Regions from separate parts of the Oryctolagus cuniculus genome. Here region 1 is linked to region 2. Evidence: chromatin contacts called from public Micro-C data. All regions are on one chromosome and are shown on one strand. The core of a region is the stretch at or near the end of the contact, and the rest is flanking DNA. Distances in the headings are between cores, read along the strand shown.

Region 1 (7,531 bases), core at 1,774-4,273, 63 kb after region 2:
GAGATTGGAAGCCAGATGCCCCTGGGCCCCCGCCTGGCTCAGGCCTGGCTTCCTCAGCAGCAAATGATAGGACCGAAGGGGAAGAACATTCCTTTGAATCAAAGGTGGGATTAAAAGAAAAGTTTATTTGGGTGCAAGAAAAATTGAAATCCATGCACCTGAGAGGTCTTCAAAAAGTTGGTGGGAAACGTGTACTATGAAAATAGACATGGACTTCCATTGTTGCACCAAAATAAACATCTTTGCAATTTTTCCACAAGCTTTTTGAATTTCCCACATACATTCCAAATCATTTTTAATTAAGTAGGTTTTTTTGAGGCAGTGATTTCTTTCTGAATAGAAAAGGCCTGTCTCCCGAGCCATTGACCTAAAAGTGCCTTGGGTTGACTTTTCTGTGAGGTGGTCTGAGGTGTTCTCTCCACCCCTTGCAAAGAAACTTTTGAGTTTAAATGTGCTTCCATCTTGGGTGTGTGTGTGTGTGTGTGTGACTGAAATTTTAAAAGTGCTGGACTCAACAAATTAAGTGCAGAAAGCACTTTGATCTTAATTGGTGATTTAGGGTTTGTTTGATTATAAATATAGGATGTATTCCTAAAAGTTATTGCCTGTGTATTCAAAATAATTACCCCTTTAGCTGTCCCTTGACATTCACCCGCAAGGTGATGGTGGGTAAATAGGACCAAGTGAGGGAGGTGCCTACCCCTGGGTGCTGGAAGGTTATGATTTCAGAGAGCCAAGTTCCTTTCTGAATTTGAAATTCTATTTGAATTCTGAACACACACACACACACACACACACGTTTTGTTATTTTAATTTTTAGATATTTCAAAAGAAGTTTTCACTGAATTTTAATGTGCCAGTTGTGCTGTGAATCTTTAAGAATTTTAAAAAATGCACACCTAATTTTCTGTATAAATCAGAGGTAAATCCTGTTTACCTGTTGAGTGGCCATATGTGGTTATGAGTTTTGCAGGCCTGATTAAACCAATTACATTGTGTAAATTTTGCTGGAAAATGCCCTGCCAAGAGCTCTATGGCAGTTTGCTGATAATTACACTGATATTCTCAGATCCGGGTTTCTAGGCCTTTTCCAATCTGGTTTGTGTTTCACTGCAGTGGGCCCCTCAGATATGTGAGGAGTCAAGCATAAATGTGCATTGGTAGACACAATATACCCTATGACTATAACTAAAAAGACAGTTATGTTTTATATTTAACAGTTTCACTGTAACAGTGACCAATAATACGAAGAGTTTGCTTCCTGCAGTGCCGCTGATTAAACCTAAAGACAAGCGCTTGCAGCAGTTCCATCTAGTCCAACACTGGGGCAATGAAGTTGTAAGCGGGGCCATGTCTTCATTCTTGCGTACGAGCACGCAATAAACACCGTGGAGACGAAGTGCCCTGTGGTGCTGGCGTTTTTCTTCAAGCCGCGGCGAGAGCCAGTGTCCAGTGGTGGTCAGGCCAGCTCGGCTTCCACCGGCTTTCAGGGCCGAGAGCCTCACTCGGGATGCTCCAGGAATCCCAAGGCAGCTCCGGCGGGCGGGCTCTCGGAGGGGGAAGGGGCGGCCACCCAAGGCAGGCACTGCTAGGGGAGTCACGGCAGTGACGGTGCCCAGGGCGCGGTAACCGGGCAGCGGCGGCCGCCTGTGCTCTCGCCCTCCCGGGCTGCTTCTGAGCCCAGCCCGGGGCGCCCGCGTCGGCTCGCACCGCCCTTCCAGGGGAAGGCCGAGACTTGTGATGCGGGCCAGCAAGCCGGTCTTCGCTCCACCGCAACCCCGCATTGCTCCTTCCAGTTGCACCAGGGCCCGGCTTGGGCTTTGAATGTACAGAGTCCAGTGCTGCGGGGACCCGAAGGTGACGCTTGTTCCTGGTCCTCGCCCAGCTCCTCCTGGAGAGCCCGCCGCCGCCGGCCGGCCCTCGGCCCCCGCGCGGCGGCTGGCCGGCGGCTTATCCGCGCGACCGCGGACACTCGAGCGGCCCCACCGCGGCCAGCCCCGCGCCGCGCTCCGCGCGAGGCACTGCCATCTTACGAAGTGACGCTATTCAGGTGAGGCGCGATCGCCGCGCGTCCGCCCGCGCCCTCCCGCCCCACAGGCACCAGGACTGCGTGCGTGAAGGGTGCGGGGCCGCGGGCGAGGAACGGGTCCGGCTGCCCACGGCGGAGAGCTTCTTCCGGCGGAGGCGCGGGGCCGGGCTCGAACAGCCGGCGCCGCCGCCGCTCCCCCGCGCGGCCTGAGGAGGCGCCGCCCGCCGCCGCCGCCGCCGCCGCCGCCGCCGCCGCGCGAGTGAGGGAATGCGAGCCGGGCCCGGCGCGCGCGGGCAGCAGCAGCGGCCGCTGGGACGCGCGGGCCACGGCGGCGCCGCGGCGTAGAGCTGTCCAGCCGGCCCGCTCGCGCCCCGCCGCTTCCTCAGAGCCGCGGCCGCCGCCCCGAGAGCAGCCGGGGGCGCCCGCACGTGCGCCGCCCGCCGACGGCCCGGAGCATGCCCGCCGGGGCCCGGCCGCTCGCGCGGGGCCAGCCGGCGGCGGGGGCGCGCGGGGCCGCGGGGCGCAGCGGGCCGGGCCGGGGCCGCGGGGCCGGCGCTCCCCGGGAGGCAGCGTGAGGCGGCGGCGGCCCAGCCCGCGGCGGAAGAGGACGGAGCCCGCGGCCCTGCCGCTCGGGGTGAGTGTCCCGGCGGCGCCCTCCGGGCCCGGGGGTCGGCGGGCGGGCGGGCACCGCCGCGAGCCCCGCAGTGCCCGCCGCGGGCCGGGACCCGGGCCCGTGAGGCCCTGCCCGCCAGCCCGCCGCGCGCGCGCGGAGAGAGAGCAGGGGAGCGGGGCCGGGCGCCGAGGCGGGCGGGCGGGCAGGAGGATGTGGCCTGCGGGGACCCCCTCCCTGGGCCCGCCCTCGGGGAGTCACCGGACCCCGGATTCGTGCCCCGAATTTCTGAAATTCCGTCGGCCGCAGCCGGGGGGGACGCGGAGTTCCCCCTCCCCGTGACAAGTGCCACGGCGGGCAGGGGCACGTGTGGAGGCAGGTGTGCGTGCAGGGTGGGCCTTCCCCGGGCGACCCCACCTTGATGACGGGCGGGCAAGGGCCTGGGCCTGGGCCTGGGTCCGGGCTTTTCGCTGCGCGGGTGGGTGTTGGGGTCCTGGCATGGGGTGCGGTCATCTTCATCCGAGGTCTCCTTTCCTGTTGCAACGGGAGGTGCCAGCTCCTCCCCCCACACCCTCTCTCGACAGAGGCAGGGCTGAAGGGTGGGTCGCCAGTTCCCCCCAAGAAACCCCAACGAGGCGAATGCGGTGTGTGCCATTGCAAGGCAAGTCCCAGCCTTGTCCCCTCCAACCAACTTGCTGCCACCGCGGAGAAATCCCGCACACCTCCTCCTCCCTTTCCCTCCCGGCCTCTGAGATGAGGGTCGGGGCTCCTCTCCCAAGGCTCGGGCTTGCGGGCCTCTCTCTGTCCAGGATCCTTCTTGGATCCTCTCTGCCCGCCACCAGCTCTCTCCCCGGCCCCCATTCAGCAGACTGGAAGGCATCCCCCGCTCTGGGGAGGTAACGGAAGCTCCCGTTCCCTCCACTCCCCTCTGCCTCCCATGCCCTCGCTCTCCCCTCTCAACTCCCACTGCATCTTATCTGCGTGGCTCTTATCGCATCTGCCTTGTTTTATGGTTACTTTTGTGCCTGGTTTATCTGTCTGCTGGATTGTGAGCTCCTGGGGTAGAGTTTGATTCATCTCCTGTCTCCTGCCCTGGACAGAAACCTGTGCCCGCAGAGCCAGTGTCTGGTGGACTAGAAGCTTCTACGCTTGCCCACGGAGGCTTGCCTGCAGGACCCTCGCTGGTCTGACTCCTGGACCGGTGCTGCAGAGGTCCCTGTCTCCTGTTGGGAGGCCGTGCTCTGCGGCTGGCGTGGCTTCCCAGGCCTCTCCCATTGCGGGGAAACTCTGGCAGGGCGGTTTTCTTGCGAGGAGTAGTGCTTTTGCCAGATGCACGGGACATTTCCTTGGCCCTGAAGAAGTCTGGGCTCCGGCCCCAGGTTGTCTGGGCGGTGAATGCTGCACGGCTGCCCTGTCTTCTGGCCTTCCCGGCTGCTGCTGCCCGGGGGACCGCAGGGTAGGGCATGGGACTATGGGAGCCCAGAGGCCTGGACGCCATGCAGGGCTTTGTCTGCAGCTTGCTGCACCAGCCTCACCAAGTCCCTGGGTTTCCTTTGCTCTTGGTTGCTCCTGATGGAATCTAAAAGAAAGTGCTCTGTACACACAGGCCCTTGGGGATCTGGGCTCTGTCCACCTTGCCTGCCCCCTGTCCACCATTTCCTTCCTCACACGCTCAGCTCTGGCCCTCCCAGGCTGCTTGAGAGGCGCAGGACTCCATGCCCTCCCCTCCCGGGGCCTTCTCCCCGGTTCTCCCCACGGGCCTTCCCCGGGGAGTCTATCTCCTCCACCTTGGGTGCCCTCCTGAGCCTGCTCGCTACAGGGAGCGGCGGTTACCCTCGCTAGTCCTGAGCTCCTGGGCCGGCTGCACTGAACATACAAGGGGCTTCAGAAAGCTCACGGCCCAGTGGAATGCAAAGGTAATGCGAATTTTCCACAAGCTTTTGAAGGCCTCGCCACAGTCTTCGTGTGCCTCTTGCCGTGCACACAGTGGGCACGCAGGAAAATTCCTACTGAGGTATATGGTGAGAGGGCCGACTCGAAGGACCCCTGGGTTCTCTCTGGTGGGGACCCAGCGTTGCCTCCCGCCCTGCGCAGAGGCCTGGTAAACGCCTAGCAGATGTCCTCTGCAGCCCAGCTGGGCATGTCTGTCCAGCCTGGCCTTTGAGAGCAGGCAGCCATGGAGGATGTGCGGTTGTTTGGAGGGGGTAGAAGAGGAAACGTCTGGTCTTCAAGATCTCAGCCTTGCTGTTTTTGGAAAAGACGCTGGGGGCTGCGTGCTCTTTTATGGAAGGACAGTGACATCACGCTGGTGGCGTTGACCACAGGCAGGAGAGCTGCTGTTTATGACCAGACGGTCAACCCAAAGTGAGCCACTGGACGCCTGCCCGCCAGCCTCAGCTTTGCTTAGATGAGATCAGTCCCTTAGCAGGCAGCCCTGCTGCAACCTGCGCACCGGGGCCCCTGCCTGCAGGCACAGATGCTACCGAGTGGTCCTTACACAGCTTCCCCAGAGGCCGTTTGGTTGATGTTTATTAAGGCTTTTCAAATAGAGCCACAGCAAATCCTTGTCTGGTTTGCTGTAAAACCACAGCTTGAGGCCCTGCCCCTCTGCGAATGCTCCTCACAGCATCTCATGAAAAACCTCCTTTGGCACTTAGGACCCCGTGAGCTTTGTGCCTTCCCCAGGAAGCTGCCCCCTTTGCTGATGACAAGGAAGGTGGGGCAGGAGAGCTTTCTCCACACCGCACCCTGTGAGGGAGGTGGTGTCCCCCTCCGCCCTCCCAGAGGAAGAAGCTGAGGCATGGGGAGATCAGCTGATTGTTCCGAGTCTGGCTTGTGCCCAGTGCTCCTGCACCTCCATGTGTTCACCTGACTGGGCTCCCAGGATGCTCAGCACACACAGGGCGCTCTGCTCCGTCTGCACCTGTAGTCAGTGACCCTGTCTACTTCACTGCGGTTGTGTACGTGTGCATTTATGTGTCTCTGCCCATCTGTACCCCGTGTCAGTCGTCACCAAAGGTTTCTGGAAAGCGTAGACAGATACGTGAATGGAATACAATAAATAAAACCGCACACAGCACTGATGCCAACTCGCCGTGTGACCAGCACGATGAGTTCACGGTGACGCCAGGGTGTGTGTGCTGAGTGATGAGTTCACAGTGACGCCAGGGTGTGTGTGCTGAGTGATGAGTTCACGGTGACGCCAGGGTGTGTGTGCTGAGTGATGAGTTCATGGTGACGCCAGGGTGTGTGTGCTGAGTGCTGCTTGCAGGCAAGGTTCAGAGGGGGAGACGCCTTCTTCTGGGTAAGGTAGTCAAGGTTGACTTCCTGGAAGAGGTGGAATTGAAGGAGGCCTTGAAGAAGAGGTAGAGTTTTGATCAGCCCACAGCATCTGTAAAGGTGTGTAGGGCTTGGAGTCTTCACATCTGTGGCTCTCACAAAGGCCCCAACAGGTGGGAAAGGAGAGAATTGCCTCAGAGGCTAAAGTAGGCAGTGTGTGATGTGTTTTTGAAGTCCTTGGTGGCCTGGATGGAGGGTGCACACCCTGCTGGGGAGGAGAGGCTGAGGCTGGGACCTGGTTACCAGCATCGATGGCCAGTTCCGTGCTCTCTTTTGCGTGGAGTTGGCAGCAGCATTGGCCCTTTTCCCATAAAAAGGGGATTGGGGTATTGACTTCCTCATGCCCAGCCCAGCAAGCACCAGGATAAACCTCAGCTGAATCTTTATGGCCCAAGACATAAAGAGCTCTTTTAGGAGGGGCTGGCTGGCATTCACAGGAATTACTCATGGTAACAGCTGCCCTTGCCAGAGGACGAAAAGGAAATTAACCACGAGGCAGGGATCCAGTAACAGACAAATCAAAAACCTGGGTAGCAACCTTGGGCAAAGAGCATAGAGGAGTCAGTCTCACCCCCTCCCCTTGCTGAAGTCGCCGCGTCCTCACCCTGCATTCTCTTCCCCTATTGGGAAAGGGGTTTCTACTCAGGGAGGTCAGAGGTCAGGGACATCAGAAGGAATCCCTGGTGGGGTCGGGGAGAGCGTGGAGAGCCTGAGGCTGGTCCCCCCATCTTGGAGCAGAAGCTGGCGGCTCAGCTGTCCTGGTGGGTGTGGCCGTGCAGCCTATAGCCACAGAGACCTCCCAATCAAGTCAGGCGTCACATCTGCATCCACAGTGGACAGCGGAGTCTCGTTCATGGCAGAGTTAGGCTTTGTGAGTTCGCTGCCCACACTGAACCATGGCTCCTAGGAGAAGGTACAGGGTTAAGTTCCGCTGAGCCCTGCCACAACATTTCATTCCAGCTGATCAGTGCATAACCATCATTTTGCATATGCTTCTGTTAAAAGATACCTTGCTTTAGATCTATCTATGTATATATAAATATTTTATTTATTTATTTTAGAGGTAGAGTTACAGAAAGAGAGAGGGAGAGACAGAGAGAAAGGTTTTCCATCCACTAATTCACTCCTCAAATGCCTGCAACGGCCTGAGCTGAGTCTATCCGAAGCCAGAAGCTAAGAGCTTCTTCCAGGTCTCCCAGGTGGGTGCAGAGGCCCAAGCACTTAGGCCATCTTCTACTGCTTTCCCAGGCCATAATCAGAGAGCTGGATCAGAAGAGGGGCAGCTGGGACTTGAACCGGCGCTCATATGGGATGCTGGTGCTGCAGGCAGAGGTTTAGCCTATTGTGCCACAGAGCTGGCCCACATCTTTATATATATATATATTTAATTTATTTGACAGGTAGAGTTGTAGACAGTGAGAGAGAGAGAGACAGAGAGAAAGGTCTTCCTTCTGTTGGGCCAAATGGCCGCTAAGGTTGATGCTGCACCGATCCAAAGCCAGGAGCCAGGTGCTTCCTCCTGGTCTCCCATGCGGGTGCAGGGCCCAAGCACC
Region 2 (7,343 bases), core at 385-2,884:
AACCAGAGGATGGTAGACCTTACAGTCTCTCCCTCCCTCTGTAACTGTCTGCCTCTAAAATAAATAAATAAAATCTTTAAAAAAAAAAGATGTAAATCTGAAGTCACCAAGACAAAGGAGAAACATGAGTCCTTCCATGCTGTACTGTATGCTAATCAAGCCCTTAGGAAAAGCCATAGAACAGGGCTGTAGGGTTTTTCAAGTAGTACAAAATCTCCAGTGCTAGTTAATCAGAAGTCATACTTAACACATCTAAGTACTTGGAATTTGTGTTCCGAGGGACTGTCACAGGCTCGCCTCCCGTGAACGCTCAAGTAATTGGAATTTGTGAAGCCTTCGACTTCCGTTTTCTATATTCAGAAATAATTTTTTTGACTTTCAAAACTCTTTTTAGCTGTTTATAAAGCTTTGAAAAAGGCATTTCTTCTGTTGAGTCCTATTGGTTGAAGGCGATGTCCACTTCAACATCTTTTTTTTCTTTAAATTAAGACCCCACCAAGAGCTGCACCTGGGTAAGAAATGAGAGCGTGTGCAGCCCTGCCGAAGCGTGGACTGCATCCGTGACGTCACAAGCTGACGCCGTGACTCGGAGTGCTCGTTCTTAAATCCGTTGGTTTATGAAAACATTAATGGGTAAAGAAAAATAACCTAGAATCAAGGTGCCAAAAGCCAAAACCAAAAATTGACACCCCCAAACCAAGCAAAGCCCGTCCAATTTTGTAGCCAAAAATGGTCACGCACCCTTGGCTGGTTAATCACCAGCATTCCCTTTCAGGGTGAATAACTCTAGGAAGCCTCCGGAATTCACATTTCTTAATTCTGTGAGTGAAAGGTTCTACAGTGTCTCCAGCAGAGTTTGTGACTACTGAAATTAATCCTAATTTTTTTGGGGGGGGTGGGCTTGTAATAGGGTCACGGAAAACCGTCGTGTGCTTACAGATCATTTGATTTTAGCTGGGTGTCACATGCGCACAATACTGACTGCGGGATTAACACAACTGGGGAGTGGGTTTCAACTTAAGCTTGAGGTCTTACGCACACTGATGGGGGTCTTTGGAGGGAGGGTCGGCTGAGACCGACAGCGGGCATTGTCCCGGCTTCTCGGTGCTGCGGGTGGCCGCCCGAGGGACAGTCCAGGGGTCAGGGTCTCCTGGGGCAGGGGGTCTAAGAGCCGGGAGTAATTTCCAGATTAACTGGGCCGGGAGGAAACGCGGGTTCTCAAAAGCCACGCCAGGGAAGTGCCGACCCCCGCTGTGCACCTGCTGCGTGGCCTAGCTCGCTCCACTTCTCCCCAGCCCCTGAGCTCTGGGGTCAGGACCAGGGGCCTCAGCTAAACTGATCGTCGCAAACCGTGAAGAACTCAGGATTCCCGGCTTCCAGGCCTCGCTCCAGAGCCCGCGGCAGTCACGAGCAGCCGGACGCTTACCTGCTCTTACGACGGGCCTCCTGCGCCCGGTGTTCCACTGGAACCTCGAATCACCGCGGGACCGAAGACGCAACCGCGCTCCCGGATCTGCGCATGCGCCGTACCCTGGCTGCCGCTGCCCTCCCCTGTCAAACGCTCATTCTCACCGACTGCGCATGCGAGCACAGGAGGCGTCTTTCCCGCGTGGCCGCGGTAGGTTCCCAGAGAGCCAATCAGAGAAGAGGATCTGACAGACGCCCCGCCCCCCTTAGTCTTTGGCGTCAGACAACCCTCTTTGGCAAAGGGGAAGCCGGAGGTCAACGCGCGCGCCGCGCTCGGCCGTCTCCGCCCCCTTTCGAGCAGCCAATCACAGGGGAGACGCTGGGCGCGCGCACGCTCCGAGTTTAACGGTCGCGAGAGGCCGCTCGCTAGCCCCTGACAGCGGCAGTGGGAGCGGGGCCAGGTAAGCGGCCGCCGGTCTGCGAGGAGCTGCCAGCCGCAGGGGGACAAGGGATGAAACTTAGAAGACACGGCCGAGCGTACGCATGGACCCGTGTGAGGGCGGCCGCGGCCGGACCGCCGACCCCACCGGAGCCGGCCGGCGTGTGGGCGCTGCGCCCGCCTGCGTGCGCCTTTTCTAGACTCGGTGCCCTTGAGTGACACCCGCGCGGCCCAATCGCAGGGCGCCCTCCCGGAGGGGCGGGGGGCTTGAGGGTTTCCCTCAGTTTCGGGCCGGGAATCCCGAGGGCGGCGGCCGGCCGTGGGTTCTCCCTCGCCTTGCGGAGGGCGGCCCGCGGCCTCGGCGTTGCGGTCGGGAGCGCGGGCGCGGCGCGTGTGCCCGCGGTGCCCTTCGTCGGTGCGGGTCGCAGGGCGGGGACGGGCTGGGGCCGGAGCGCCGCCGCCCGTCGCCGGGACGTACGGAGAGGTCGCTGTTCCAGTCATTCCCTAACAAGTTTATTTCTTTAAACGTTCGCCTTCGTGGCTCACGCCCCTGCCCCCAGCCCAGCGCCCACGCGGGCCGGAGGAGCCTGGGTGTCCGTCGGGGCGGGGGAGGGAGTCGGAGTCCTTGTCCTTCATGGCCCGAGAGCCGGGTGGTCTGAGTCTGGGGGTGTCGGTTGCCCGGCGGGGGCGCAGCAGCACTCACACTGGCAGCCCTGATCAAGGCATGTGAGTGCTCCATCGTTACATAATGGAGTCTGTGCCTAGAACCTTGATCATTATTATTATTATTATTATTTGTCAGGCAGAGTTAGACAGTGAGAGAGAGACGGAGAGAAAGGTCTTCCTTCCGTTGGTTCACCTCCCAGATGGCCGATCCGAAGCCAGGAGCCAGGTGCTTCTCCTGGTCTCCTATGAGGTGCAGGGCCCAAGGACCTGGGCCATCCTCCACTGCACTCCCGGGCCACAGCAGAGCTGGACTGGAAGAGGGGCAACCGGGACAGAACCGGCGCCCCGACTGAGCCGCGGCGCCGGCCTAGAACCTTGATTATTAAAAATGCCATGCTGAAGTATTACCTGAAGAGATGCTACTATTTTTGCAAACCACCCTTAAAATAGGTTTTCAAAGTTGAGGTATATAGTCACATACCATAACAGTTGTCCTTTCGAAGGTGTACAGTGCGGTGTACTCGCAGGGCTGCTCACCCCTCACCACTCATCCTAGAACTTTTTCATCACCCCAGAAAGAAGCTTCATACCCACTGGAGTCCTTCCCGGGTCTCCTCCCCTCAGCTCTGGCTAACGGTCAGTCCCCTTTGGGTCTCAGTGGGTTTCCCTGGTGTAGGTATCTGCAGTAGAATCACGGGGTCCGTGGGCTTCTGTGACTGACTGCCACCTAGCCTGGTGTTTTCACGTGTTACCCACGCTGCCTCTATCAGTACAGCTTTCCTTTCTGTACCCGCACAGTTTTCCGTACAGGGATGTGCCACGGTTGTTCATCCTGCATCTGCTGATGGCCGTCTAGTAGTCTCTGCATTCAGTCCTCAGGATATTGTTGCTGTCCTGGATGCAGATGTGTGTGGCCCAAGTCTGGGTTTCCAAAGTCATGAAAAGACAGTGTTGGGTTTAGTGGCTTTTTTTAGTAATCTTTCCCCTCTCACTTTCAGACCCTCTTGCAAGCTTAGGATCTCTCAGACTTCTGAATGTCAGCGACTGAAAATGCCGATAGACGATGAAACGTCTGAGGAAGACTCGGATTCAGTTTCCTCAAACAGTGAAAGAACCTATATTTTCAAATAAAAGAGTATAACAGTTTGTACACTATGGAAGATTTTGATTTGGTAAAAACGATACAGCGAACATCTTCTGTGGAATCTGATAACAAAAATTCTCCCCATTCTCTTGGACTTAACATAAACTCTAATAGGTAAGAATGGGGCAGATATTTTTTAATATAACAAATTATAATAACTATTTGCATGGGATACCAATTTATCTAAATAGTGTCATAGTTGCTGATTGTATTTTTTTAAAGATTTATTTATGTATTTGAAAATCAGAGTTACACACAGAGAGAAGGGGAGAGAGAGGTCTTCCATTCGCTGGTTCACTCCCCAGTTGGCCGCAATGGCTGGAGCTGCACCAGTCTGAAGGCAGGAGCCAGGAGCTTCTTCTCGGTCTTCCCATGTGGGTGCAGGGGCCCAAGGACTTGGGCCATCTTGTACTGCTTTCCCAGGCCATAGCAGAGAGCTGGATTAGAAGAGGAGTAGCTGGAACTAGAACTGGCGCCCATATGGGATGCCACGCTTCAGGCCAGGGCTTTAGCCTGCTGTTCCACAGTGCCGGCCCCCGATTGTATTTTTTAAAACAGCTGTTCAGGGAGAGTTATTTCAAAATACTGTTTTTTTTTTTTTTTTTTTTAAGATTTATTTATTTATTTGAAAGGCAGAGTTATATATATAGAAAGATCTTCTATCTGCTGGTTCACTTCCCAAATGGCTGCAACAGCCAGAGCTGGGCCAATCCAAAGCCAGGAGCTTCTTCTGGGTTTTCCACGTGGGTGCAGGGGACCAGGTACTGGGGCCATCCTCTGCTGCTCTCCTGCTCTCCTAGGCACAATAGCAGAGAGCTGGATCAGAAGTAGACCAGCCGGCGCCGCGGCTCACTTGGCTAATTGTCCGACTGCGGCACCGGCACCCCGGGTTCTAGTCCTAGTCGGGGCGCCGGATTCTGTCCCAGTTGCTCCTCTTCCAGTCCAGTTCTCTGCTGTGGCCTGGGAGGGCAGCAGAGAATGGCCCAAGTGCTTGGGTCCCTGCACCCACATGGGAGACCAGGAGGAAGCAGCTGGCTCCTGGCTTCGGATTGGCACAGTGCACCGGCCGTAGCGGCGTTTTGGGGGGTGAACCAAGGGAAGGAAGACTTTTCTCTCTGTCTCTCTCTGTGTCTCTCTCTCTCTGTCTAAACTCTGCCTGTTCAAAAAAAAAAAAAAAAAAAAATAGACCTAGCTGGTACTCGAACCAGCGCCCACGTGGAATTCTGGCAGTGGCTTTACCTGCTATGCCACAGCGCTGGCCCCAAAGAGTAGTTGTAATCCTTTGTGTGTGTGTGTGTGTTTTAAGATTTTATTTATTTATTTGAGAAGTAGAGTTGTAGACAGTGGGAGACAGAAGGGTCTTCTGTCTGTTGATTTATTCCCCAAATGACTGCAACAGCTGGAGCTAAGCCTTCTAGAGCCAGAAGCCAGGAACTTCTTGCGGGTCTCCCACGTGAGTGCAGGGGCCCAGGTACTTGGCCCATCTTCTGCTTTCCCAGGCCACAGCAGAGAGCTGGATCAGAAGAGGAGCTGCTGGGACATGAACTGGTGCTTGTATGGCATGCCGGCACAGTATGCAGAGGCTTAGCCTACGACACACAGTGCCAGCCCTCCTTTTTTTTTTTTTTTAATTTTTATTTATTTTATTATTTTTTATTTTTATTTTTATTTTTTTTGACAGGCAGAGTGGACAGTGAGAGAGAGAGACAGAGAGAAAGGTCTTCCTTTTTGCCGTTGGTTCACCCTCCAATGGCCGCCGCGGCCGGCGCGCTGCGGCGGGCGCACCGCGCTGATCCGATGGCAGGAGCCAGGAGCCAGGTGCTTTTCCTGGTCTCCCATGGGGTGCAGGGCCCAAGCACCTGGGCCATCCTCCACTGCACTCCCTGGCCACAGCAGAGAGCTGGCCTGGAAGAGGGGCAACCGGGACAGAATCCGGTGCCCCAACCGGGACTAGAACCTGGTGTGCCGGCGCCGCAAGGCGGAGGATTAGCCTAGTGAGCCGCGGCGCCGGCCTATTTTTTGACAGGCAGAGTTAGTGAGAGAGAAACAGAGAGAAAGGTCTTCATTCTGTTGGTTCACCCCACAAATGGCTGCCAAGGCCGGCACTGCGCTAATCCGAAGCCAGGAGCTTCCTTCTGGTCTCCCATGTCGGTGCAGGGACCAAGGACCTGGGCCATTCTCCACTGCCCTCCCGGGCCACAGCAGAGAGCTGAACTGGAAGAGGAGCAATCGGGACAGAACCTGGTGCCCCAACTGGGACTAGAACCCGGGGTACCGGCGCCGCAGGCGGAGTATTAGCCTAGTGAGCCGTGGTGCCGGCCATCCTTTTGTTTTTAATTTCTCCAGAAATGAAATATTTTGAATGGAGAACATTGTGAAAAATAAATTATTTTGCTAGTTGTAGTTTCCTTTCTCCTTTTTTTTTGTCTTTGCTTTTGGTAAATTAACAAGTATTAAAGTATAGTTGCCTAAATATTCTATATTTTTAAATTAATGGTACAAATAATGTTTTATACTGCAGAAATACCTCACTAATCTGGGAAGTAGCCATTAAAGTTGAATATTAGGGGGCCGGTACTGTGGCGTAGCAGCTAAAGCTGCTGCCTGCAGTGCAGCATCCCATATGGACGCCGGTTCGAAACTCAGCTGCTCCTCTTCCGATCCAGCTCTCTGCTATGGCCTGGGAAAGCAGTACAAGATGGCCCAAGTCCTTGGGCCCCTGTGCCCGTGTGGGAGACCTGGAAGGGGCTCCTTCCTCTTGGCTTCAGATCGGCGCAGCTCTGGCAGATAGAAGACCTCTCTATGCCTCTCCTTCTCTCTCTGTGTAACTCTGATTTTCAAGTAAATAATAAATAAATCTTAAAAAAAATAAAAGTTTAAAGTTGAATATTGGAAGTTAGCAGAAAATCAGTTGAGTTGAGAAAATAATCAATTGAAATGCATTTGGTTTTTAAACTATTCCATAGTTTGTTTTGGATCAGAACTGGTTTACCCTCAGTCTATTTGTGGTCTGACTAGCTTGGTTGTTTGGTTTTTGAATTTGTAGTAGCTTACGGGCAGCCCAGAAGTAAGACCACTAGAGAGGAGCAGCCTGGGGCCTGCTGGGCAGGGGCAAACCCTGGGGTCCGGAAGCAATTGTGTTGTCAGTAAATTATTGTGATTGTTCCCTTCCCTCTTTGGTAGGAATTTGAGGCAGCTTAGAATATATTAGATAAAACGAGAGAGCGTGCATTAAAGTGAGGTGAAAGGAAAATTTAAAAAGCACAGGACATGGTCTGAGAGAGGTGTGTGCTCTGGTCACATGGATGCTCGTGCTGAAAGCTGGCCGCACATCGCATCTGCTGTAGCACTTGGTGGCCCCTTTGAGGGCCACCTGAAGGAAAGTCCCTCTCAGAACACAGGGTCTGATGGGCCTGGAGGAACCCAGATGAAAATGGCGGCCCTGAGCTTGTCTCCCTTTCCGTAGGGACTGGCAGTTCAGTCAGCGCATTCAGCCTAGCGCATTACGATCGTGTAAACTGCTGCGGACAACCGTCAGGTTCTTCTTTCCCTTGAGTGTTTATCAGTCTTCTCTGACCGCATTATTTTATTGTTATTTTCATTTGCTGTCCAATATTTTAGAATTTCTTTGAGAAACAAAACAGGGTATCAGTCAGTCAATGAAAACCTTTCAGTGGCTGGATTTGG

The links. A called contact is a pair of places that touch in the nucleus more often than the background predicts.
Region 1: a contact with region 2 is called in a Micro-C map of ear pinna, with 1.7 times the contacts expected there. The contact joins the enhancer-like site here to the promoter of MTRFR in region 2. A contact is called at or near these places in 2 of 6 Hi-C or Micro-C datasets (ear pinna and skin fibroblasts).

The regions. Positions count from the first base shown.
Region 1 is chr21:6,143,463-6,150,993 of mOryCun1.1, forward strand. It overlaps MPHOSPH9 (M-phase phosphoprotein 9), which reads left to right. Exons shown (of 25, transcript XM_070066113.1): 23 at 1-2,050. Among named protein-coding and RNA genes, the nearest start is that of MPHOSPH9, 64 kb to the left of the region's middle. Within about 2 kb of position 3,024, at least 6 of the 8 cell types and tissues checked have an H3K27ac peak or open chromatin away from gene starts, as enhancers often do. A contact at or near this core is called in ear pinna, where this site is marked.
Region 2 is chr21:6,081,482-6,088,824 of mOryCun1.1, forward strand. MTRFR (mitochondrial translation release factor in rescue) reads right to left here and starts at 1,635. Exons shown (of 3, transcript XM_002723336.5): 1 at 1,427-1,635. It overlaps MPHOSPH9 (M-phase phosphoprotein 9), which reads left to right and starts at 1,723. Exons shown (of 25, transcript XM_070066113.1): 1 at 1,723-1,868; 2 at 3,511-3,770. The coding sequence starts at 3,667.